Linked DNA regions of Mus musculus: all the other regions are linked to region 6. The links are chromatin contacts, called in public Hi-C, HiCAR-type, HiChIP or PLAC-seq and promoter capture Hi-C maps. All regions are on one chromosome and are shown on one strand. Each heading gives the region's core, a stretch centred on a gene start, on an enhancer-like site or on the middle of the called end of the contact. The rest is flanking DNA. Distances are from core to core; before and after follow the strand shown. Region 1 holds the start of Spata5l1 (spermatogenesis associated 5-like 1). Region 2 holds the start of Bloc1s6os (biogenesis of lysosomal organelles complex-1, subunit 6, pallidin, opposite strand). Region 3 holds the start of Shf (Src homology 2 domain containing F). Region 4 has its middle 30 kb from the start of 4930417H01Rik. Region 5 has its middle 12 kb from the start of Mir147. Region 6 holds the start of Dut (deoxyuridine triphosphatase).

Region 1 (2,705 bases), core at 119-2,618, 2.6 Mb before region 6:
GCTCATAAAATTGCCAAATTTGGAGTCCTGTAACCAACAAAAGGACCACAGAACTGTTATTATGTTTTTCTTTTCAAGGTTTTCTTTTTCTTTCTTTCTTTCTTTCTTTCTTTCTTTCTTTCTTTCTTTCTTTCTTTCTTTCTTTCTTTCTTTCTTTCTTTCTTTCTTTCTTTCTTTCTTTCTTTCTCTCTCTCTCTCTCTCTCTCTCTCTCTCTCTCTCTCTCTCTTTCTTTCTTTCTTTCTTTCTTTCTTTCGATACCTTTCTCCATTCTGTAGTTTAGGCTTGCCTAGACCTCACTAAGTAGCCCAGGTAGAACTATAAATTGTTCTAATCCTTATTTAGTCTCCCAAATGTTGTGATATAGGTATGAACCATCACAGCAAGCTTAGAATGGTTTCCTGCAAGATTGTAAGTATGATGAATTCAGATGTATGGATGACTGAAACAATACAATGAAAATGGTCTGACTCAGAGGAGCAGGATGGGTTAAGGCTGCCTGGGAAAGATAATCTATAGTTTTACTGAGAATGTGTGAATGAGTTGAGGGCCCAGAAACACAATCCCTTCCTGATATTTGTGACACAAGGAGGGGAGTGGCTGTTTTAGTGGGGATGCTGTATATTTCTTGGCCAAGGTCAGAGAACTTTATAGTTTGGCCCTGAACGGGATCAGCCTCTTTATGCAACACGAAAAAACATGTACTGTCCTCCACACCATATCCCCACTAACTTAGCCTCTACCCCTGTTTTAAATCAGTGCTGAAATCTGAAAGGTTAAGTTCACTCTAATTGCCTCAGTGGGCATCAGTTATGACTCTCAGCTGTACCTTTCATGCGACCATGGTCAAAATATGCAGAGAAAAACCTCTTAAGATCACCCTATTAAACTTCCGTTTCCTGGTCAGTTCTTTACCACAGCTATCCACACGCACGCTAGCTTTCACACACATCCCTTTACATATTGAAGATGGTTATTATGTCTTATTATTAATGTCTTCTTTCCCATTTCTAGACGCTCCAAGTCTTTGGAACGAGGATAAAAGATCTTTCATAAGATGCGAGTATCATGATTAATTTGGCGGGTATTTTATTTACACCTTGTTTATATCTGTAAGCACGTTACACCTTGTCAGCAGTTTGGGTTTTCTTTTTTTCCTTAAGAAATCTTTTTACTTCACAAAATGAAAACTCTTATGGCCTAATGGAGCAGCCGTATGTCTGTCAGATGCCAGCGGAGACCTTTTCATTGAGGCTCTTGGACCGACTACCGGGCGTCTGATGTTTATGGAGAGCCAGGCTTTTCTCACTTTCCCAGAAGTCCTTTCGACCGTCAATCAGAGGCTTGTTCCTTCTTGGCGCATGCGCGCCGCCTGCATCCGGCAGCCGGGTGGATTGCTGCCGGGCTTTCCCCGGCGTGGTTCCCCGAGTCATGGCTCCGGACTCGGGGCCCTTCCCCGACGGACAACTTTTGAAGCTGCTGCCGGTGGATCCCCGGGACCGGGACACCCAGCGCTGCCGCCTGGGGCCGGCCGCCTTCCGCAGCTTGGGTGCGCGCCTGGGCTCGCCGCTGAGGATCTCGTTGCCCGCCGGCGGCTGCTGCCTCTGCACGGCCTGGCCGCGGCGCGACAGGGTGGATGGCTTTGTGCAGCTGGACCCGCAGTGCGCTAGCCCCGGGGCCCGGGTGGCCACGGGGAGGATAGGTATGGACTGCTTGCAACCCGTGCCCTGTCCGCCCCTGCGGCGCCTAGAGGTGTGGCCGGTGCTGCGGCCCCAGGCGGGAGCCCCGAGTTCCGCCGCGGTGCTGGAGGTAGTGCACGAGCTGCTGCGCAACCGGCCTGTGTCTCGGGGACACGTGGTGACCACCCCGCCGGGTGTCCCCGGCCCTGTCGCAGCTCTGCACGTGATGGGCGGGACACCGGACCCAGAGCCCGGCGGGTGGGTCACACCGCATACCCGCATCACGCTCAGTGACAAGCCTCCGCCACAGGTCGAGCCTCCCGGGGAGGTGACCCTTGGGGGTCTGTCGGAGACCGCCGACTCCCTACGGGAGCTGCTCCGCCTGCCGCTGCGCTACCCGCTCGCCCTAGCCGCGCTGGGGCTGGCTGTGCCCCGCGGGGTGCTCCTGGCGGGCCCCCCGGGAGTGGGCAAGACCCAGTTAGTGCGGGCCGTGGCGCGCGAGACTGGCGCCGAGCTGCTGGCGGTGAGCGCCCCGGCGTTGCAGGGCTCCCGGCCCGGGGAGACCGAGGAGAACGTGCGGCGCATCTTCCAACGAGCCCAGGAGCTGGCCAGCCGCGGACCCAGCCTCCTCTTCCTGGACGAAGTGGATGCCCTGTGTCCCCGGAGAGGCGGCCCGCACCGAGCTCCCGAGAGCCGAGTGGTGGCCCAGGTGTTGACGCTGCTGGACGGCATCCACAGGGACAGGGAGTTTGTGGTTGTGGGAGCCACCAACCGGCCAGACGAGTTAGACCCAGCGCTTCGCAGGCCGGGCAGGTTTGACAGAGAGGTAAAGTTCCTGAAAGCTCGCCTTTTTGGAATGTTGGGTCAGGCAGGAGTTGTAGATCACTTGTCACATGCAAGCTAGAACCTGGGTTCAAATCGTTCTGGGAAGCAGGATGGTCATTTGCTTTGTTGAAGTAACTAATCCTGATGCATGCATATTAAACTGAAATAGCCTTTGGAATGAGAACTTAGTCACAGTAAGAGAA
Region 2 (2,700 bases), core at 113-2,612, 2.5 Mb before region 6:
GTTCACCAATTAGCAAATTTATCGAGAATTATTTTGGTACTCTATGCATAAGAGTTTCTATTTGTCATTTTTAATTCAAAAGAAGAAAACATAAAATAATGAATGCAAGGAGGAGCTCAGTGCTAAATGGCAGGAGGATGTTTGTTGTTGTGAAATGTCTTCACTGTGACTGCTGAATGAAAGGGAGGAAATAATGAGATAATGAATGGTGTCCACAGTAAAGGTGTGTTTGAGTGTGCTGGCTCGTGTCTGCTGGAGGACCAAGAATTCAAGGCCATCCCTAATTACATATTGAGTCTAAGGCCAGATTAGGCTACAGGACACCTCACCTTGTGAAACAAAACAATAAAAAAGATATTATCCTAGAGCACTTAAAAGATGAATAGGCCTTTGAAAAAGATACTCTAGTTTGAAACAGGAACAAGCACAATGGACAGCGTACAATGCCCAGATTGCACAAGATGTTTGAAGAGTAATAAATTGTTTTCCTATTTGTATGACAACACTAATTATTACACATTCTATAGTTCAGCAACCTCACAGGGTTGAGTTCCATTACAAAAGCTTTAGGGGAGGAATTGGTTACCAATTTTTCTGGAGGTCACCCACCATCCAGAATAATGACTCCCTTCCTCTGTCTTCAAACCCATCAGTGTTTGTTTAATCATCCTTTGTAATCAAATCTTTTTTCAGACAGCCCCACCCCATCAGTTTTACAGACTGTTACCTTGGGTCCTTGGAGTACCCTTCCTATTTTAAGGTTATGTTAACTAGTAGCTTTTATTCGTTGCCATGCCCTCTAATATATTTAGAAGTCTCAAGGATTAGTCTGTGGACATTCTACCGTGGAGAGTTGAGAAGTTACCCTTGAAAAGTGGCTAAAGTGAAACTGAACATAAGATGGTGACAATAGGGAGCCAGTGCATTCCAGGGGCATGGCATTATTTGTTTATTTATATTAGTTTTTTTTTTTTTTTTTGAGATAGCTTTGGCTACAATATGGAAAACTGAACAGGTAACCTGAGGAGCAACTAGAGATGCTACTAGAGGTCAGAGTTTACAAAAGGGTCGAGAATCCTTACATTTGCTGTGGAGCTGAGTCTGTCCAAGTCTACATACTTTCCTTTAGAACTCATGATATCATCTTACAGGAGCCCAGCATGTGCTTTTGGTAATTTGACTTAATTTGTCCAAATGATGCTCCAAGAAAGCCTTTACGTCATTTCCAAGCACTGGAAGAGATCCTCAGCAACGCTCAAGCTCAGAGTTCGTATTGACTCACTTAGCGGCCCGAGTTATAAACTGGACACAACACTGGGGACATTCACACGGTTATGGCGACATCCGGTCCTCTAACCTCTCTTCCGGGTTCCGCCGGCCACCCTCTGTGAAACCGAACCCGCACGCGCACGGCTGCGCCTAGGGCGCTGACACGGGGGGGGCGGGGGGGGGCGGGCGTTCCGGACTTGCAGTAACGTTCTGCGTCGGAAAGCGAGGTTTTCCGCTTTCGTCACTTCCGTGTGCCTCGGCGGCTTTCGTCCGGATGGACTCTGGAACGCGTTAGGTTTCTTTGCCTGTGACTTCTCCACAGCACTCGCCTCACGCAGCGCCCAGTGCGGGGATATGAGTGTTCCTGAGCCACCGCCTCCAGACGGGGTCCTTACGGGGCCTTCCGACAGCCTGGAGGCCGGCGAGCCCACGCCGGGTACGGCTGTTTTGCGGGGCGACTGCCCACAGGGGCCGGGTTCGAGTGGGTGGGACTCCAGCGCAGGCGACCCTCCTGCCTAGAGCATCCTGGCCAGGCAACCCTGGTCCCGCGAGGAAACGCACTGTTGGGTGCGGTTTGTGTTAAAGGTTTGCGTTTGTGTTGCTTTTCAACTGTTTGTCACAGGGTTAGTGGTTGGCGATCAGTCTGCCAGAGAGAAGGTAGATTTTTAGGAAACTGTACAATAGTGTCTACTCATGAAATACTCTGACCTCCTAGGTGACATTACTTCATCCGAGACTCCAGCAGCCGTCCGCACATTTCCAGAAGAAATTTAAGCATTGATGCCCGAAGGCGTCCGTTGGACGAAGCAGTTAATTTGCTATATAGGCAGATGGGCACTGTTTATACCATCGTTTTTGTGAGATTGAAAACACCACTCAAATCATTTTCTGTGAGCATTGGTTCATATGAGAGAAGCTAGATGGAGCTTCTAAAAATAATCTCTGCGTTTCAGAAATAGGAAGCTACAAATAACCCAGCATTTCCTGGCAGTGCTTTTCTTTAATGACATATCCCTTTCATGACTTGTTCAGTCACATTAGTAATACTCTGTAGTACCTACTTGGAACCTGGGCCTCTCTCTTTCTCCCTTCCCCTCCCTTCTCCCCCTCTTTCTCTCTTTCTGCACATAACGAATGGGTGGTATGCATATAAATAAAAGCAGATGTCAGAGAGTAGGGCAGAGATAGGGATAGGTGCTAGCTGCAGGTTCAACTCAGGACTTATTTCATGTTAAACAAGTGCTCTACTACAGAGCTAGATCCCTAGCCTCAGCTGTCTGATCTTCTTGATAATGGTGTGAGCTTACTCTCCCATGAAACTGAATTTGCACTCTTGGATTCAGTTCCCTCTGTTTCATGTAGAGGATTCCGCAGGGCATTAGCATCTATCTCCCCTCAGCAGTGTAAAGCTACCACCGCTAGTCTCTCATT
Region 3 (2,700 bases), core at 57-2,556, 2.9 Mb before region 6:
TCTCTCTCAGAATGGACTGAGAAAGAGGAAAGCCTAGAGAGAGGAGATAATGAATGAACCCCATCACTCGGCCTTAACTGGGCAACAGGTCCTGACCACCGAGTGTCCTCATACTTGGGGGAACACTGGAAGGAGTGCGCCTGTACCCCAGGGGTGAATTTCTTCAGGAAGAGCTGGACATTGCCCATCTTGGCATCCGGAGTACAACAGTCCCCCCCCCCCCCTAATCCCACTGGGAAAGGCAAAGGCCAGCGCTCGCTGTGTTCACGGAAGAATCTTAGTTTTCAGCCCCTTTCTGGGCTTCAGACCTGCAAAGATGCCTGGACTCCAGGACCGGGTGGGAGGTGGGAGGAAGGAGAAGGGGAAGAGGAGGGGGAGAGAAAAGCTTTGTGGAGGGAAGAGTCAAGAGATCAAAGGGCAGAGGAGCTGCTGCTCCGGAGAGGGCACAAAGGCCATAAACCGGCAAAGGGAAGGGAGGGGTGCTTCTCCATGCCCGTTAGAAAAAAGGTTCCAGGATCAGGGTTGGACGGGTTGCAAAGCTGAGGACAGAGCCATTGAGGGAGGTCGTCCCTAGTCCTCGGGCCCTAACAGGAAACAGGGCAGAGTTTGGGGACTCAGATTAGTCGGTGGAGAAGCTAACAAAGGGGTTAAAATTTGAGCCCCCGTGTCAGGGACTAAGCTTATGTCAACTAGAAATACTGACTGCGAAAGGCTGAGTCCCAGCCAAGCCACCTTTGTCCCTCCCTAAATCTCCAGACCTCAGACCACCACCCCTCCTGGACACCCACGCCCGGCGCAGCACTCACCCTGTCGCTGCTGGCAGGGGGTCCGGAGTCCGGAGGGGGTGCTGGGGGGCCGGGGGTCTCGACCCGAATGAGGCGGTGCGGGGGTGAGCCGTGGCGCGGGGGCGGAGTGGGGCCAGGGACCGCAGGGGTGGAAAGGGCGGCGGACGCGGACGGGCCCCCGGAGTAGGGGTCCTCGAAGTCGCGGTCTCGCTGCAGCCGGTAGGCGGCCAGGATGTCCGGGGGCGGCGCAGGGGGCGCGGCCGGGCAGGGAGCTGGGGGGCGGTAGTCGGGCTCTGGGGGGGCGGGTTTGGCGCCCCCTCCACCGCCGCCCCCGCGAAAGCCCAGGTGCTCCCGCAGCCACTTTGCGACTCCACCGCTGCCGCCCCCTCCCGGGCCGGTCCCCGCACCCCCAGCCCCGCGGCGGGATCCCCCAGGGCCGCCCCCCGCGCTGCCCTGCGCCCTCGGCCCCGGGCCGGAGCCCGTAGGAGGAGCTCCGCTCAGTAGCATGGGGCCCTCCCAACTGAGCGAGCAGACCGCGGGCGGCGGGGGCGGGGCGAGAGGGGGCGGAGCTGCGCCGGCGGGAGGGGCGGGGCTCGTCGTCAGTGACACGAGGGGAGGAGCCCGCTGCCTAACGGGGACCCGAGGACTCTGAGAGGAGTAGATGGGATGCGGGAAGCAACTGCGCCGAGGGTGAGTCCTCCACATGTCGTTACCCGTGCTCCTGTGGGGCGCTCTCTAGTCCCATCTGCTCTTTGCACCTCCCAGTTTGTGTCAGACGCGGGAAGATGAGTCCCCAGGCACATCCTGCTCATCCTGATTCCTTTCCCCCAAACCCAAAGACCCAAACATTTTCGAAGACGCTGCTCTTCAGATGCGCCTATTACTGCCCTCACCTTGGGAGTACCGCCTACCTCTTCCTATCCCTTAACTCACACCCAAACCTAGGTTGCCTTTCTATCCAGGCAAACTTCTCACGTGGCATGCAATCAGTTCTCCAGAGACACCCATTGCTCCGATGTTTCCACACCCAACCGCCAGCTTCAAATGCTTACAACCCTCGCACAAACAATCCCCATCCACGCTTACACCGGCCCCCAGCAGGCCCACGCAGCCCTCACAGCTGCCCTGCTTTCTTGTGGAAATCCCTCAAGCTCCACCCTGGGTTTGTCAATCTGTCTGTGACAGAATAGAAACAGACAGATCAATAAATCAAGCGAGAAACAGGTCTAATGTTGTCAATCACCAGCCCCTTACCTTCTCAGGGCTCCGATGATGATGCCTAAGAGCCTGGAATTTTGTCTTAGAAAGGAAGCAGGTTCACCAGAAGTATTGTAGCCCTGAAGGCCAGCATCTCTCCCTCTCCCTCCTCCCCCTTCCTCCCCCTCCCTCCTCCCCTCCCTCTCCCCTCCTTCTCCCCTCACTTCATGGGGTATAATAGAGAAACTAAGAGGTTTACATTCCAGAATATACAGTTTAAAATACTAACTACTGATGCAACGGTGAGCATAGAGATGACAGGTTCCTGAGGATATTGTAGCTAACCCACAGGAGAAGGTCTCCTCACTCACCCAATGGGAGGGGATGGGAAAGGCAATGGACTGCCAACTCCTGGGCCAAGACCACGCCCTTGTCCTATCTTAGAAAGGGTGATAGGGGTTGTTGTCATGCAAATTAAGGGTGATGAGCGATCTGAGCACAGCCCTTGCTCTGTAGTCACCTTGCAGTCAGGCCTCCGCTCAGACTCATGGCAATCCTGTTGCTCAAGCTTTCCCAAGGCAAGTTCTGAGGTTGCAGGTGTGCGCCACCACACTACTGGTATTTGCTTAAAAAATATAAAGTGATTCTGGTGGTGGTGATGGTGGTGGTGGTGGTGGTTTGAATGAGAATGGTCCCCATACGTTTGTTAAGGATTGAG
Region 4 (2,700 bases), core at 71-2,570, 2.6 Mb before region 6:
TAAAAGCATTAAGATCCTCTTGCTTTCCCTAGCATTAATTGATGCCAAGATGGATTGGTACCAGGGGGCCTGTTTCCCGGGGCACAGTTACAAGAGTAGATGGTGCCTAGCCAGGGAAACACAGAACCTCCACAGATCCACAGTCTTTGCACAGCTAATGGAGCAGCTGTGGGCTGCGAGTGTGAGTAATAGAAGGGATGGATACTAGCGGTTATTAACCATGTGGTTGGTGCCGGCCACACTACATATTCCCTTGGGTAGTGTTCAGCAGCTGCTGTGCAAATGCTGGAAACTGAGGTAGCCCAAGTTACCACAGAGCCTGATCCAAGGTCTAGGCAGCCATAGCTGCTGCTCTTGCTCTCTTGCTCGACCCTTCCTTTTTTCTTTCTCTCTCTCTCTCTCTCTCTCTCTCTCTCTCTCTCTCTCTCTCTCTCTCTCTCTCTCTCTCTCTCTTTCTCTCTGTCTCTCTCCCTCCCTCCCTCCTTCCCCCCTCCCTTCCTCCCTCCCTCCCCCCCTCTCTCTTTCTTTCTTTCTTTTTTCTTTTTTTTACATTTATGTATTTATTTCTGGGTCGGGGCACCCATGCACATGCTGCGGTGTACTTGTGGAGGGTGGATGGGTATCAGAGAACATCTTAGAAGAGTCTGTGTCTCCTTCCACCAGGTAGGTTTTGGGAGTGAATGGAGGTGCTCAGGTTTGGTGGCCTTTATCTGCTTTATGCCTTTATCCGCGGAGCCACCTCCCCAGGCTCCTTCCCTCTGATATTCATGCACTGTGTCTCTTTTCTTTCTGGCTGTGCCTTTCTCATTATTATTAATTGCTTTCAAAATTTAAGCTAGATGAAATGCAAGGGCACTGTTTTCTCCAAAGGTGGGATGTCTGAGTGCCTGAGGATGCCCATAAAGAGCAGAAGGTGATCTGGGAGCTGCAGGTCCCCCTTGTTGTTTTTTGTCTGTTTTGGTTTTTTGGTGGCTGTGAGAATGAGCAGGGCAGCCGTGGATGCAGAAGGCTCCACACTAACTCGTAGCTAGTTGTGCACTAACTTGTAGCTAGTTGTGCACTAACTCGTAGCTAGTTGTGCCTAATGGAAAGTCTCAGCCATCTGCTCCTGCTTCCTGGGAAATTTCCCCAGGAAGGGCTGAATTTTACAAGCTGTGCTAGTTACTTTCCTACTGCGGAACACAGCTGCTGAAAGAAGGGCGGGCGGGCTTACCTGGGCTTAGCATTTTAGAGTTCAAGATGGCAGGGTAAAGGCAGCAGGCAGCAGGAGCTGGAAGCTGAGAGCTGGGGGCCCACATCTTGAACCACAAACAGGAAACAGAGGGAGCAAATTTTGAAACCTCAAAGCCCAACACCAGTGATGTACTTCTTCCAGAAAGGCCACACCCTCTACATCTTCCCAAACAGCACAACCCACCGAGAACCAAGTATTCAAACACCTCACAGGCTGAGCATTGGAGGGAAGCACAGGGCTTTGGAGGGCACTGCAGGAACCAGGCGAGGCAAGGGCTCCCCATAAGAGCTCAGAGAAGTGAGGTGAGAGGAGAAGCAGGAAAGGGTATAGGCGCAGAACCAGTGTGGTGTCAGGAGCCAAGTCCCCAGAGGCAGAGTGGGCAGATCGATCCTTTTGGGACTTGGGGAGCAAGCCTGAGAAGGCTCTGGAGGTGCTGATATGGAAGGCCACAGACGGCAAAGCAGCTGAGCAGCGGTGTGTGTCTGTGCGTGCTGTCCTGTGTGGTAGGGAGAGAATGGGCAGTTACCCTTTGGGAGAAGTGACTTAAGAAGCAGCTAACACAAGTGTATACAGTGGGGGCTGACTTGAGATATTGCTCTCTCTCTCTTCCTCTCTCTCTCCCTTTCTCTCTCTCTGTGTGTGTCTGTTTCTCTGTGTGTGTGTGTGTTTGTTTTATATTGTCTTGATGTTTGAATCATAGGAGACTTCAATAAAGAAAACAAAAATCTACTCAAAGAACTCTAAGGGCTTTGTCAGTTGGAAGGGCATTGGAGACCTCATGGGGATATTTTGAATAAACCGAGGCAGATAAATTAGGATTAAAAGGGGTTACAGGGGAAGAAGGGTGGAATCCAGAGACGAACTCAGGGCACGTGGCTTGCTTTGTTCTTTGAGCTTACACATGGGAGAAAAAAGAGGCTAGATCCTATAGTAATATTGAATTTTAATTAAGTTTAGTTTAACAGCAGAAGTAGCCATCACACCAGGCCACAGAGTCCTGGAGCATGCTGGTTACTCCCATGAGCTGGCGTCAGGGAGAGAATCCCATGCTTGTCTACAATCTGGATTCATTGACTTATCGCTCGTTGAGCAAAGATGGAGTCGCTGGGCTGAAATATTGATCTTGTTCTTAAGGTGCTTGTAGCCAAATGGACTCTGCATAGGCTATGGATAAGCTTGGTGTTGAAGTCTGCCAAGAAATAGGAGGAAGGATCCAGTGTGACTGAGAAGTGGAGCAGTTTAGGTGAATAGATAAGTGGGCATGGGTGGAGGTCTGAGGTAACCTAGCAAACATGAGGTGCATAGATGGGGGGATGGGGTGCAGGTGTTGGTGAGGGGAGAAAGAGGAGACAACTGGATGGGGCGTGGCGACCACCCAGTGCAGGAGACTAGACTAACAGAGCTCCCAGAACTCACATTCTGTCTGTCACACGTGATGTGACAGAGATATCTCTAGTCAGTGCTCA
Region 5 (2,958 bases), core at 91-2,590, 2.6 Mb before region 6:
CTGAAAACGCAGATTATTATCATAAGCCACAAAGGAAGCAGACAAGGAACTTAAGCTAAAGACGGAGATGATACTTCAGTAGAGACATGGCTGTCACAAGCAGAGGTGGCAGGTATGCATTGATAGAGACTTTGAAGACCAAAGATCAATGCCAGCAGTCCACAGGAGAGCCATGATCAGCCAAAGCAATGGCAGAGGAAATGGGTGTGTGTGTGTGTGTGTGTGTGTGTGTGTGAGAGAGAGAGAGAGAGAGAGAGAGAGAGAGAGAGAGAGAGAGAGAGAGAGAGAGAGAGAGAGAATGCATTGGAATGGCCAAGGAAAAATCAGAACTAGACCCCACCTCTAAAGACTCCCCAGCACCATGCAGGGACCAAGGGACATACAGCCACCGAGGGACACTTCCCAACACCACAGCAAAGGTGTGCACCTGAGAAAAGAAGGCTTCTAGGCTGTCATTGGTCTCTTAGCACTCCAATATGTTGAGGCTACAGTGATAGAAACTAAGGTGATCAGGAGAAAGGGGAACTGAGCAAACCAGGAAGAGATCAAGGAGAGACCCTCTATCTCTGTGGCTGGCAGGATTAATATCATCAGCTATGAGTCCTAAAAAGTGCCTAGGGCAGCTTTGGAGGCTGAGCCTTAGAGGGAACATCACCTTGCCCTTACTGGTGAAGACCTACAGGCCTTGCCTGGCTGGCCCTAAGGTCTTTCACACCAGCCTGGAACCTCACCCTGTACTGGTCCTGGGAGACCTCAGGCAGTGGAGGAACTGGTAGTGGGGAAGGATATCCTCTCAGGGTCCCAGCCCCAAGAAAGGCCTGGGCAGGACCTGCTCTATTGCCCTTACACATTGGGCACACTGGGTGTGTCCTCCATAGCCAGAGGGGAGTTGGAAAATTCAGACGCCCATGGTGGTAAGTTTCGGTAGATGATGCTTTGCATAACAAAGATACCTCTCCTATTCCTAAATTCCCTTTGAGGATGGTACCAGGGCTAGCACTTGGGAGATGTGTTTCCTCTCATTGAGAGACTTCTGAGAATCACTTGGCTAAGCCTGAGTTCAGCACTGACTAAGCCCCAGGCACCTTCCGGAGCATACTTTAAACAGCACGTCACCCTTTCTTCCTTTCTGCCAGACCTAAGGCAGGCAGCCCTCGGCAGAGAGCTCTTGCCCACTCTTCCTCTACTGAGAAGTGGGTGCTCTGCCCTTCTCACTGAGACCTGTGACCCTCAGCGCTGGGCTGGGATTGGGAAGTTCAGTGTAGCCAGCTCTGAGTTCTCCCCTCACACCAAACTTCCTGCTTCTCTGGATTTGAGTCACCGCCTGCCTCGGAGCTCACCGCAGGCTTGTTCTGGTCTTGAGGGCAGGATGTTCTCTACAGCTTCAACCCCATGATAGGAGGAAACAGCTGTCCCTGCCGCAAGTCTCGGTCACAGGAAGGAAAGGTGAGTGCACCGAAGCAGAGGCAAGGGTCACAGTTCACAGCTGTCCTCAACGTTCACTTCTAAGATCCTCATTTTCTTTCCTTTCCTACACACCTCCTCTTTATTACAGAGGACCCAGAACACGGAATGTGATTAATGGTGAACACTTGTGAAGTTTTCATACTGCAGCCAACCTCTGCCATCTGTAATCACAAGATCTTCAGATAGCTTCGGACTCAGTGGATATTTAAACAACAGACACAGGCCACGTGTAAGTGATCAATTGACAGCACAGACTAGGTCTTCACAGAGCTTTGGCCTCAGAGTGGAAGAAATACTTTCCCAATAGCACACAGAAAGTTAGTTATAAGGCTATGGGAGGAAAGAGACAGGACCAAACACACAGACAGCAGGTGCCACTGGGCCCAAAGCAGGCGTCCACCCCCTACCCCTTCACCCCACCCTCACCCCATCCCCCACCCCCACCACAGCCGGTCTGAACAGTGGTTCGGAGGGGGCTCCTCTCTCAGCAGACAACTCAGTGTTGAGAACGACGTGAACATCAAGATAAACTAGCTTGAGATCATATTATACGCAACCCAGTTCTCAAAAACAAGTCAGAGTACGAAGCCACTATAGAGTCATAGGGAAACAGAAGTATATCTGTTCAGCTTTGCTGAGTGCAGTCTGGCAGCCTGTGTACAGGGCCACGGTACCCTGATGGCCCACTGTGGGAAATATTCCCAACAAAGACACAGTGGTGTTGGGAGCAATGTGCTTTTAAGGAGAAGAACATGAAGGAAAACCACCTGATATTAAAATATGAACGAAGAATCTACGGCTGTGTGAAGTGTACCCATTAAAAATGGCAAGGATGTGTGGCATCCTGCAGGTGAGGGGTAACCAGATAGCAGAGGCCAGGCCAGGAAATGCTAGGGCATAGCTTATGTTCACTAACATATGGAAAACTGCAAGTTTAGAGCTGTATAGGGTAGAGACTGTAATGTGTAAATATACTTTTATGCTCACAACTAATTTTTGGAGTAATTCCAAGTGTGTAAAAGTTATAAAAAGAACTTTCACACTCCCCACTAGATTTCCACCATAAATGTTTTACACCATTTTTCTTATAATTTTCTGTCATTATCTATCTATCTATCTACCTATCATATCTATCATCATCTATCTATCTATCTACCTATCATATCTATCTATCATCATCTATCTATCTATCTACCTATCATATCTATCATCATCTATCTACCTATCATATCTATCTATCTATATCTATCTATCATCATCTATCTCTATCTATCTATCTATCTATCTATCTATCTATCTATCTATCTATCTTCCTGTCTACCTGCCTACCTATCTTCCTGTCTACCTATGTGTAAGTGTAGCATATGTATATATATTCATGCACATATGAGTGTATTACTAAGGGAGCATGCATATATGTGAGTACAGGTGGAGTTCAGAGATCAGTATTGGGTGTCTTCATCAATTGCTCTCCACTTCATTTTTGAGACT
Region 6 (2,700 bases), core at 140-2,639:
AACCAAACTGGGTCTGATACAGGAACACTGAGTGCTCTTAACAGCTGAACCATCTCTCCAGGCCCAACAATAATCTTGTTTTAAAGGATTAAGCACCAATATTAAGATTTCTGAGAAGAAATAATGCACAGGAGCCCTCCTTACTAAACAATGCGATCACCATCTGTCTTAGTGTTCTACTGCTGTGAAGAGACACCATGACCAAGGCAACTCTATAAAGACAGCATTTAACTGGGGGCTTTCTTACCGTTTCAGAGGGTTAGTCCATTATCATGGTGTGGAGCAGGCGGGCATGGTGCTGAAGCAGTAGAAGGGAGAGGGAGAGTGGGGAGGGAGAAGGGGAGGGGGAGAAGAGAAAAGGGAGGGGGGAAGGGAAGAGGGGGGGGCAGGCGCACCTGTGAGGGCTTTTGAAACTCACGGTTAGACTCCAAGAATACAAAGGCTGGATCAATTTCCCTCATGGACTTTGAATCTAACCAACAAGTAGACATTAGGCAAGAAAATACATGCATGTGCAGACTGTAATAAGAAGAAATGTAAATAAAAACATTCTGAGAGTAAAGAGCCTGGCCACCACAGGTCTAACCCTAAACCCACCTAAAGGTGGAAGGAACAAGGAGAAGATAACCTCGCACTGGCAATGACCTGCAAGACACACAGACACATCGTGGGACTGCACAATAACAGATGCTTTAAAAGAGCTTCAAGAAGTGTAGTGTATTGCACACCCATCAGGGGAACCAATCGCCCCAATATGTATAGTCGGTATTTCTATAAAAGTGCCTTGGGCCTTCTATTTATCTTGAAAATCGAAGTGCACCACAACTTGAGTTCCACGTGTTTATGGTATAGTCCAGATAAAACCGGAGACTCCAGAAAGATCTTTAATTATCCTCTCTGGAAAAAAAAAGTTTGACTCCCAACTACCGGCGAGGGGGTGGGGGTGGGGGTGGGGGTGGGGGTGGGGGTGGGGGTTGGCTCCTTGTTGCTTTGGCTGAGGTCAAGGAATTTTAAAATGCCCTGCAGGTCCGGTGGTGGAAGGCAAAAGATCTGTTCAGGTCAGGGCGAGGAAAAGCACGTAGGAGGGCCGCTAGGCGGAGCGCGGGGCGGGGCAGCGGCCTCAGGGCCTGCAGGGCCTCCAGCGCCATGCCTCTCCTAAGCGTGCTGCTGCGCGCCCGCCTGCAGGCCGCTCTGCTCCGCGGGCGTGCGCTCGGGTCGGCGCGGAGCCGGAGCTGCCGAGGAAGCCGAGGAGCTCCGGCCGGGAGCGCGCGCGCTGGTGAGGGGGTGGGGGGCAGGGGCGGGAGCGCGCACGGGGTGGGGAGGATTAGGGCAGTTCGAGAGAGCGCGCTAGTGGGGGAGTTGGAGCGGGAGCGCGCTTGGAGGGAGCCCTGGTCTGAGCAGGTAACGGTGAGCCAGGGCCTGGCCTGCAGCGCGGGGACGAGTCCATTGCGGACCCCGAGGAGGGGAGCCTGGCGAGGTCGGTGCCTCCTCTAGGCCGCGCTCGAGCCCTTTGCGGAAGGCCGCGTCCCCTGTCCTGCGCGGTGGGCTCGTCCAGGCGGGAGATTTTCGGCGGGTAGGCTCTCGCACGCTCATTGCTTTCTGCTTTTTCCACGCCCGCCGCCATGCCCTGCTCGGAAGATGCCGCGGCCGTCTCTGCCTCCAAGAGGGCTCGAGCGGAGGATGGCGCTTCTCTGCGCTTCGTGCGGCTCTCGGAGCACGCCACGGCGCCCACCCGCGGGTCCGCGCGCGCTGCCGGCTACGACCTATTCAGGTGAGAGCCGTGGCCCGACGGCAGGAATGCAAACACCGAGCCCGGGTGCAGTCGTGGCTCCGCAGAGACCTGAGTTCACCTTGAGCAAATTCAGTAGGGGTTTGGGCGAGCGGAAAGTAAAGGGTTATAACATTTCCAAAGCGTTACTGTGCAGCGTGCGCTCCACCCTTTCCAAGTGGAAGGTCCGGATGTGCAAGGCTTATTCTTGACCGAAGTGTGACTGTCTGCAGTGTGCACGTTAAAGTCTAGGAAAAGGATCTATGGAAGCTGTGTACTTCTCTTATCCCGTCCAAGGACTGGGAACTTAAGGAGCTCCATCCAGGGCTAGCTTATGAGGTGGCTCAGTGTAAAGTCACCAAGCCTAATGACCTGAATGTATGCATCTAACATGCCCTGTCTTGGGAGAAATTAGATACTATGGCCATTTTCTACATAAGCGGGTGTTTGCTGTGTATTGGGAATGGCTGATGTTACAGAGTGAAAATTCCGTGTGACTGAACGTACTCTTCTACCACATGCCAGACTTCCAGCGCTGCTCATTGTAAAGTCTGAAGTTTCGTTGGATCAGGAAGGGAGCTGCAGTAATAAGAGACTACAGTAGTATTTGGTAGATGGACTTTCTAAAATCGCTTGTGATCAGAGTCCACCCCCAAGAGCTGCTCTGGGAGACCAGCTCTCTTCGGCCACTGAAGTTCACAGCCATAGCGTGGAAGGCAGGGGGAATGCAGTGCATCTCTGCCTCTCACCTGTGTTTTTTTAACATTTTCTTCGGGAGGTTCATTCTCATCAAGAGAAGCGTTACAAAAGTAAAGTATAGGTTTATATGCGTTCGCAGGCTCGAAGTGTGCCTAGCGGAGTGAGGCCCATTGAGTGTTAGATGTTTGCTCTTTGGTTGGCTTTTCATATTCTTTCTATGAATTAAGTCTGCC

The links. Promoter capture Hi-C pulls out the DNA fragments that hold promoters and counts their contacts. Hi-C and Micro-C count contacts between places; a contact is called where the count stands out from the background. HiCAR-type assays count read pairs that join an accessible place to other places. HiChIP or PLAC-seq counts read pairs in DNA pulled down with a chosen protein or histone mark.
Region 1: a contact with region 6 is called in a HiCAR-type map of astrocytes, with 10 times the contacts expected there. The contact joins the promoter of Spata5l1 here to the promoter of Dut in region 6. A contact is called at or near these places in 5 of 39 promoter capture datasets (cranial neural crest, embryonic stem cells, hippocampal neurons and 1 more), 9 of 115 datasets of contacts at active chromatin or transcription factors (acute myeloid leukemia, astrocytes, embryonic forebrain and 6 more) and 1 of 9 other capture datasets (embryonic stem cells).
Region 2: a promoter capture Hi-C map of embryonic stem cells shows a contact between it and region 6, with 10 times the contacts expected there. The contact joins the promoter of Bloc1s6os here to the promoter of Dut in region 6. A contact is called at or near these places in 4 of 39 promoter capture datasets (cranial neural crest, embryonic stem cells, liver and 1 more), 1 of 484 Hi-C or Micro-C datasets (the G1E-ER4 cell line), 6 of 115 datasets of contacts at active chromatin or transcription factors (embryonic forebrain, embryonic stem cells, forebrain and 3 more) and 1 of 9 other capture datasets (adipose tissue).
Region 3: a Hi-C map of B cells shows a contact between it and region 6, with 8 read pairs. The contact joins the promoter of Shf here to the promoter of Dut in region 6. A contact is called at or near these places in 4 of 39 promoter capture datasets (hippocampal neurons, liver, maxillary cranial neural crest and 1 more), 6 of 484 Hi-C or Micro-C datasets (B cells, CD8 T cells, the G1E-ER4 cell line and 3 more), 8 of 115 datasets of contacts at active chromatin or transcription factors (astrocytes, embryonic forebrain, embryonic stem cells and 2 more) and 1 of 9 other capture datasets (embryonic stem cells).
Region 4: a contact with region 6 is called in an H3K27ac HiChIP or PLAC-seq map of large pre-B cells, with 8 times the contacts expected there. The contact joins the enhancer-like site here to the promoter of Dut in region 6. A contact is called at or near these places in 1 of 484 Hi-C or Micro-C datasets (B cells) and 3 of 115 datasets of contacts at active chromatin or transcription factors (large pre-B cells, pro-B cells and stem cell-derived neural progenitor cells).
Region 5: a Hi-C map of pro-B cells shows a contact between it and region 6, with 8 times the contacts expected there. The contact joins the enhancer-like site here to the promoter of Dut in region 6. A contact is called at or near these places in 4 of 39 promoter capture datasets (cranial neural crest, hippocampal neurons and liver), 2 of 484 Hi-C or Micro-C datasets (B cells and pro-B cells), 4 of 115 datasets of contacts at active chromatin or transcription factors (embryonic stem cells, large pre-B cells and pro-B cells) and 1 of 9 other capture datasets (embryonic stem cells).

The regions. Positions count from the first base shown.
Region 1 is chr2:122,629,257-122,631,961 of GRCm38.p6, forward strand. It overlaps Spata5l1 (spermatogenesis associated 5-like 1), which reads left to right and starts at 1,369. Exons shown (of 3, transcript NM_001033256.4): 1 at 1,369-2,503. The coding sequence starts at 1,430.
Region 2 is chr2:122,737,000-122,739,699 of GRCm38.p6, forward strand. It overlaps Bloc1s6os (biogenesis of lysosomal organelles complex-1, subunit 6, pallidin, opposite strand), which reads right to left and starts at 1,363. Exons shown (of 2, transcript NR_156706.1): 1 at 1,083-1,363. Bloc1s6 (biogenesis of lysosomal organelles complex-1, subunit 6, pallidin) reads left to right here and starts at 1,506. Exons shown (of 5, transcript NM_019788.3): 1 at 1,506-1,705. The coding sequence starts at 1,624.
Region 3 is chr2:122,367,841-122,370,540 of GRCm38.p6, forward strand. Shf (Src homology 2 domain containing F) reads right to left here and starts at 1,307. Exons shown (of 7, transcript NM_001374011.1): 1 at 807-1,307. The coding sequence starts at 1,292.
Region 4 is chr2:122,671,716-122,674,415 of GRCm38.p6, forward strand. No RefSeq gene overlaps it. Among named protein-coding and RNA genes, the nearest start is that of 4930417H01Rik, 30 kb to the right of the region's middle. Within about 2 kb of position 1,321, at least 49 of the 459 cell types and tissues checked have an H3K27ac peak or open chromatin away from gene starts, as enhancers often do. A contact at or near this core is called in pro-B cells, where this site is marked.
Region 5 is chr2:122,651,206-122,654,163 of GRCm38.p6, forward strand. No RefSeq gene overlaps it. Among named protein-coding and RNA genes, the nearest start is that of Mir147, 12 kb to the left of the region's middle. Within about 2 kb of position 1,341, at least 165 of the 459 cell types and tissues checked have an H3K27ac peak or open chromatin away from gene starts, as enhancers often do. A contact at or near this core is called in B cells and pro-B cells, where this site is marked.
Region 6 is chr2:125,246,126-125,248,825 of GRCm38.p6, forward strand. Dut (deoxyuridine triphosphatase) reads left to right here and starts at 1,390. Exons shown (of 6, transcript NM_023595.6): 1 at 1,390-1,771. The coding sequence starts at 1,623.